Regions from separate parts of the Mus musculus genome. Here region 2 is linked to region 1. A link is a contact called in public HiChIP or PLAC-seq data. All regions are on one chromosome and are shown on one strand. Each heading gives the region's core, a stretch centred on a gene start, on an enhancer-like site or on the middle of the called end of the contact. The rest is flanking DNA. Distances are from core to core; before and after follow the strand shown. Region 1 holds the start of Sh2d6 (SH2 domain containing 6). Region 2 has its middle 40 kb from the start of Tcf7l1.

Region 1 (3,095 bases), core at 367-2,866:
GTTTTACTCGGGGATGGTTCAAATGGTCCATTCCCCCCACCCCCTATCTTGACATTCTAAGGTCCTGTGGTCATACATCTCAAGGCACTGACCATAGGGGCAAGTCTCTGGAGAGTGGAGACAATGGGAGTGACAGCCCAAGGTTGCCTGTTGATGAGGGATAATACTCAGCTGTCTCACTATGGAGGGTCTTAGGTTTGACCACTTCATTCTAGGGTGCCCCTCACCTGGCCAAGGGATCACACTGACTGAAGACAGGGCCTGGAGGTCAGGGCCTCTGCTTTCAAACTCTAGGGCACAGCAGATCATGGCTTTGGTGGTAATGATACCTGTACTGACTGACTTGGAGGCTTGGCAAACAAAAAGGAGGTGTGGCTAGGAGGGATGCAGCAAGCCCTGTTCAAGGCAACCCCAAAATTCTAGGAGAGAAGAAGTGTAGGAGAGGCCTCCCCTCCCTATGTGGAGCCGTGGAAAGAGAGGGGACACTCTACCTTGCCTTCCAAAAACAGGTCCCTGCTTTGCAGGCTGTGGGTTCATTGCTGTCTTCAGCTGTGGGCATTATGGAAAGAGGGAAATGAGGGAGGAGGGAAGAGGGAGGAGGGAGGAGAGAGGGAGGTGTGAAGTGCAGGCAGTTGAAGAACAAGGAAGCTGGGGTGCAAGGGGGTAGAGCTGATGTGCTGCTTTCAACACTAACACTGAATTGTTAGCCTGTTCATGCTTGAAGCTGAGGCAGGGTAGATGTGAGTCTAAGGCCAGCCTGGGCTCCATGAGACCCCCCCTCTCAACTGCCCCTCCCCCAGAAAACACAACTGAACAAACAAAAACAAACATAAAATACTACAAAAGGAGACTGACAATGCTTCCCCCTGCCTCTAGTTGGGGTCCTTTCCTTACTGCGAAATTTCCCCTGCTTATTTATTTATTTTTATTCTGTAAAATACGAAAGTGAATAGCCACCAGATCACAGCGGGGAAGGGAGTTGGGATGACGACAGCTGACCCCTCTGGCCAGAGATGGGTCCTGTGGTCCAGGGCCCAGGTGAAGGTAGCTGAGCCTTGCCCCCAACCCCAGCAGAGGATGGAGAGCCCTGCTGAGCTGTGCTGGAGCGGGGAGCAGAGCAGAGGGGTGACTAAGGAAGGGATGAAAGGACCCTTTAGGCAAGTGGGAGGAGCTATTTTGTTGTTTATTTGTTTGTTTGTTTCACTCTGGTTTGTAATGCACAGGCAGAGGTTTCCTGGCATCTAGAATATAAACGCATGTTGGGGGTGGAACGGGAGCGGGGAGGGGGGGTGGGGGGGCGGGAGGGGTTGTGCAAATGAGATGTTTGTAAGATTTACTCACCGGGAAATGGTAGCCAGAGGTAGGGCGGGTAGGGAAGGAAGGGTTTATGGGGAGTCCTCTGGCCATGGTAGACTGAGGCGGGGGCAGTGGTGGCTTGGATGGATCCAGGGGCCCAGAACGATCTGAAAGAGACCCCATGCTTTGTAAACTGGGGAGAGGGAGGAAGGTCCTCCCTAGTCTATTCCCACTTTCTCCCCACCTAGCCCTCATCTCTCCCTCTCTCCTCCTGTCTCCTCTACTTATTGGCTTCTTAACAGCTCCGTCTCCATGGCAACTGGAGACAGTCAGCTTCCCTGCCCCCACATGACTGAGCGGGGGTGGGGGTGGGGGGGTGAGATGCCAGTGGTGGTGGCCTCTCAGGGCATTCCCACCCTGGTTGGGAGGATGTGCAGCGATTTCAGAGGAGGGAACGCAAGGCCCTAGGGACTGGGTCGGGCTTCCTGCTTTGTCAACGTTGCCTTAGTTACCTCACCCCTCCCTCCTGCCTCCTCTCCATTTTCCTTCTTTACAGTTTTAACTCCTTTCCATCTCTCTAGCCTTTTCTGCCCAGCTGAGAGGCCTCAGTGGCAGCCAGCTGAGGCCCTTTTCTGCCCCAACTCAGGCAGAAGGAAGAGAGGCCGGGCCGGATTCTCCTTTTGTTGGACCCTCTTGCCTTGACCCAACCTCTCAGCCCTTCCCTCCTCCCAGCCCTCACCCAGATACAAGGAGTCGTCTTTAGAGCCAAGAGACTGTGCAGGGGCCAGACTGACGGGCAGAACCTCACAGGGGGGCAGCTCATATTTATCCTCCTCTTCTCCCTCTTCCTGGGCCTTCAAAAAGGGATGCTGGTGGCATAGGGAAGATGGAGGCTTGAACATGGCAGGCCCTGGTGGCTGGTGCCTCCCTCCCTCCCCTCCCCCATCCTCAGCATTCCGACTTACCCTGTTTCTCCAGGTCTCTGGGCCAGACAGGAAAGATGGGTTGGCTCTACTTTCTCTCCAAACTTGGGTATCTGGATAGATAGACTGGTTTTGCTTCACCCCAGCCCACCTACTTCCAGCAAAAGGTTTATTTTGCTCTCTCTCTCTGATAAATCGTAAACCGTCTTCCCTTAACTATAGATTTCAACCCTACAACTAAAGGAACCCATAAAAGGGGCCTTTTTAGCAGTGTAGACAAGACAGGTGTGGTGAAACACGGGGATCTCGGCAGATGTGTTTGTTTCACCCATCAATGGCTCCTGACCCCCGTACCCGGATTCTGACCAAGACACGTAAGAGAACCAAGCTTAGGTGCTAAGCCTTGCTGGACAGGTGGTGGGACAGGCTATCTAGAGTCACTCAGGGAGATCCAACTGTGGAGGACCCTGGTCTGCTGGGCCCCTAAGACTCACTGTGCACTTACCTGCACCTCTGGCAGGAAGGAGTGGTGGCCCCAACCTGTAAGCAGACTCTACTCAGCTCTGCCCAAAGAGACCCTGAGTGCTGTCAGGGTGACATTGCACTTTAGACCACTCACACTTATGACTAGGAATGCTCTCTGAAGAAGCCAGTGTGACAGCCTGGACCTGAGATCAGAGCAATGGAAGGAGAAGACTGGGGTGGGCTCAGGGGGCAGGCAGAATTAGTGGCCTTTGGTGCACAGCTGGATAAGATGATACCCTAGGGATGCTGGGCACAGGGCTGGCAGAGTGGAAGCACACGGGTGGATAGAGATAGACAGCTGCTCCAGTGAGGGGGAGGTAGGTGAAGACAAAGGGGCGAGCAGGAGAAAGA
Region 2 (3,047 bases), core at 28-2,527, 310 kb after region 1:
ACTGACAGGTGTGCTGGGATGACTGTCAGGTGTGCTAGGATGACTGACAGGTGTGCTAGGATGACTGACTGACAGGTGTGCTGGCATGACAGGTGTGCTGGGATGACAGATGAGTGTTTCCATTTTCTGAAAAGATTTTTGTTGTTGTTTTTTTCTCATTTTTTGGTTTATTTATTTGTTTACTTATTTACTTAATTTTAACAAGATCTTTCTACATAACCTGTTATGGAACTCACTACATAGACCAGGCTGACCTTGAACTTAAGAGATCTGCCTGCCTCTCTCTCCCAAGTGCTGGAATTAAAGCTGTGTGTTACCATGCCCTGCCTAAAAAAGATTTTTTAATTGGTCAACACGACTTCTCTTGAAAGGTGGGCCCTCGATTAAGAAACTGACCAGAAAGATTATAAAGCCATGGGAGGCTGGGGGCTCTGACAGGCTTGACAGTGGCAGCAGATGTCTTTTCCTAAGCTAAAGTCCCCACCTCCCTGTAGTCTCCCCTCCCCCAGCCTGAAACCTGCTTGCTCAGGGGTGGAGCTTCCTGCTCATTCGTTCTGCCACGCCCACTGCTGGAACCTGCCGCTTTGCTGTTTGGAGCCACACACGTGCTCACCTTTCTACTGGATCAGAGATTATTCGGCGGGAATCGGGTCCCCTCCCCCTTCCTTCATAACTAGTGTCGCAACAATAAAATTTGAGTTTTGATCAGAATGAATTTGTCTTAGCTCCGTTTCTTCTTTCGCCCCCTAGATTCCTCTCTTACAGCTTGAGTAGCCATATCAGTCGAACCGTTCACGTTACGAGCTGCTGGCGGCCGCAACACCTCCCTATTCCCTTTTCATTGAGACCTGTATGTGTGATGTATGTGGATATGTGTGCAAAGGTATCTGGGGGCCAGAAGAGCATATCTGGTGTCCTGCTCTACCACTCTGCCTTATTCCCAGAGACAGGGCCTCTCACTGAACCTGGAGATAGACTGGCTGCCAGCAAGCCATAACAATCCCCCATGTTTGTCCCTCACAGCACTGAGGCTACCCACATAGCAGTGTATAGCTTTTTATGTGGGGTCTAAGAATTTGAACTCAGATCCTCTGTGGGTCAGCCCTATTTTCCTCTCCGGGAAGAAATAAGGCCCAGACTGAACTACCACTAAAGAGCAACATCAGGGCTGGGCTGACTGCTCAATGCTTAAGACTGAACACTGCTCTTGTGTAGGACCCCAGTGTGGTTCCCAGGACCTATGTCAGGCTGTTCCTAGCCTCCTGTAACCTCAGTCCCAGTTAACTGCTGCCCTCTTCTGGCATCCACAGGCACTACACTCATGTGCGTCCACATTTGCACCTAAGTAAAAGATGAAACAAAGGCTCCAGGGGCTGAGGGGAAGGGAGGAGAAGGGACATTTGTTTGCTTGCTTGTTTGTGGCACTGGAGTTTGAACCCAGAGCATCTCACACACTAGGCAAGCACGGTCTCCTTGGGCTAAGTTCCTGCCTAGGAGGATTTTGTTGTTTCTTAAATCTTTCTCTTCCCATTGCCTGTAAAGTCTCAAACCTAGGACAAATGGCTGAGGTACCTATTTAACATATCAAAGTGGACCTGGCTGCCAGGTTCTCCCAGCATCCCTCAGTCCCTACCTGTCACAGGATATAGCGGGCTTTGAGTTCACAAATGCTCAAGCTACACCCAGTGTGGCACACAGTCTCCTTCTGTGGAAACGTAGAACTCTGGGTTCCTACAGCACCATGTATGCCTGCACGTGGTTAAGTTCCCCACCATGATTGATGATAATGGATCAAACCTCTGAAACTGTAAGCCAGCTCCAATTAAATGTTTTCTTTTAGAAGAGTTGCCTTGGTCATGGTGTCTCTTCATAGCAATGAAACCCTAAGACATTCTCCTTCCAGAATTTTCTCAAGGGCTTTTTACATACTAGATGAAACATTTTACAAAGTGAGCTCTATCCCCAGAACTGCCTCCAACTTTGCATTTAAAAATTACTATTTATTTATACATCATTATGATGATGATGATGATGATGATGTTGGTTTTTCGAGACAGGGTTTCTCTGCATAGCTCTGGCTGTCCTGGAACTCACTTTGTAGACCAGGCTGGCCTCAAACTCAGAAATCTGCCTGCCTCTGCCTCCAAGTGTGCCACCACTGCCCGGCTTATTTATACTTTAAATTTTAGTTTTATTTTGTGTGCATGGGTGTGTTGCCTATTTGTCTGTCTGTCTACCACATGCATGCTTAATGCCTGCAGAGGCCAGAAGAAGGTGTCAGATCCTTAGAATGGAGCTACAGTTACAAGCCACCACGTATGTGCTGGGAATTGAACCTGGGTCCTTTGCAAGAGCAGCCAGTGCTTTTAGCCACTAAGCTATCTCTCCAGCCTTATTACTTATTTACTTTGATATCTTTGGAGACAGATTCTCTTTACATAGCCCTGGCTATCCTGGAACTCACTATGTAGATTGGATTGGCCTCAAACTCAGATCTGCCTGTCTCTGCCTCCTGAGTGCTGGCATTAAAAGCCTGTGCCACCACACCTGTGGCCCTTCCCCCCAATTATTTCTCTATGTTCTCATTAGTGCAGTGCTTGAAGTCAGAAGAAGATAACAGATACCCTCAGCTTGAGTTCCAGATGGTTGTGAGCCACCCTGTGTGGGTGCTGTGTCCTGTCCCCAGGAATAGGAGAACACCATCTTAACTGCTGAGCCATCTCTTCAGCCCCCCACCTCCTGCCTTTCACTAGCAATATCAACTAGGGGTTTATGTGCAATCATTTTCAAAATGCTTTGTAATCGCCATATCCTCAGTGTCCCGTGTAAGTGCCCATGTAAGCAGTCTTAGGTCCTTTTGAGGGAAAGGCTGGAAGGGTCATTGCCAAGTTCAGTGGCTCTTGCTCCAGAGGTCCTTTCTTCTGGAGTTCTAGCATCTTTCATCTGCAGGCTTATGTTTTATAGCCTTATAACTTCAAATGGGCAACTGCCCTCAGCTTGCCCCTATCCATCCTGATTTTCTCTGGATAATTCAGTTGGAGTAGAAC

Evidence for each region. HiChIP or PLAC-seq counts read pairs in DNA pulled down with a chosen protein or histone mark.
Region 2: an H3K27ac HiChIP or PLAC-seq map of embryonic stem cells shows a contact between it and region 1, with 5 read pairs. The contact joins the enhancer-like site here to the promoter of Sh2d6 in region 1. A contact is called at or near these places in 3 of 115 datasets of contacts at active chromatin or transcription factors (all in embryonic stem cells) and 1 of 9 other capture datasets (embryonic stem cells).

What each region holds. Positions count from the first base shown.
Region 1 is chr6:72,518,420-72,521,514 of GRCm38.p6, forward strand. It overlaps Sh2d6 (SH2 domain containing 6), which reads right to left and starts at 1,617. Exons shown (of 12, transcript NM_001374030.1): 1 at 1,541-1,617; 2 at 1,342-1,463; 3 at 492-549. The coding sequence starts at 1,407.
Region 2 is chr6:72,827,769-72,830,815 of GRCm38.p6, forward strand. No RefSeq gene overlaps it. Among named protein-coding and RNA genes, the nearest start is that of Tcf7l1, 40 kb to the left of the region's middle. Within about 2 kb of position 1,278, at least 7 of the 459 cell types and tissues checked have an H3K27ac peak or open chromatin away from gene starts, as enhancers often do. A contact at or near this core is called in embryonic stem cells, where this site is marked.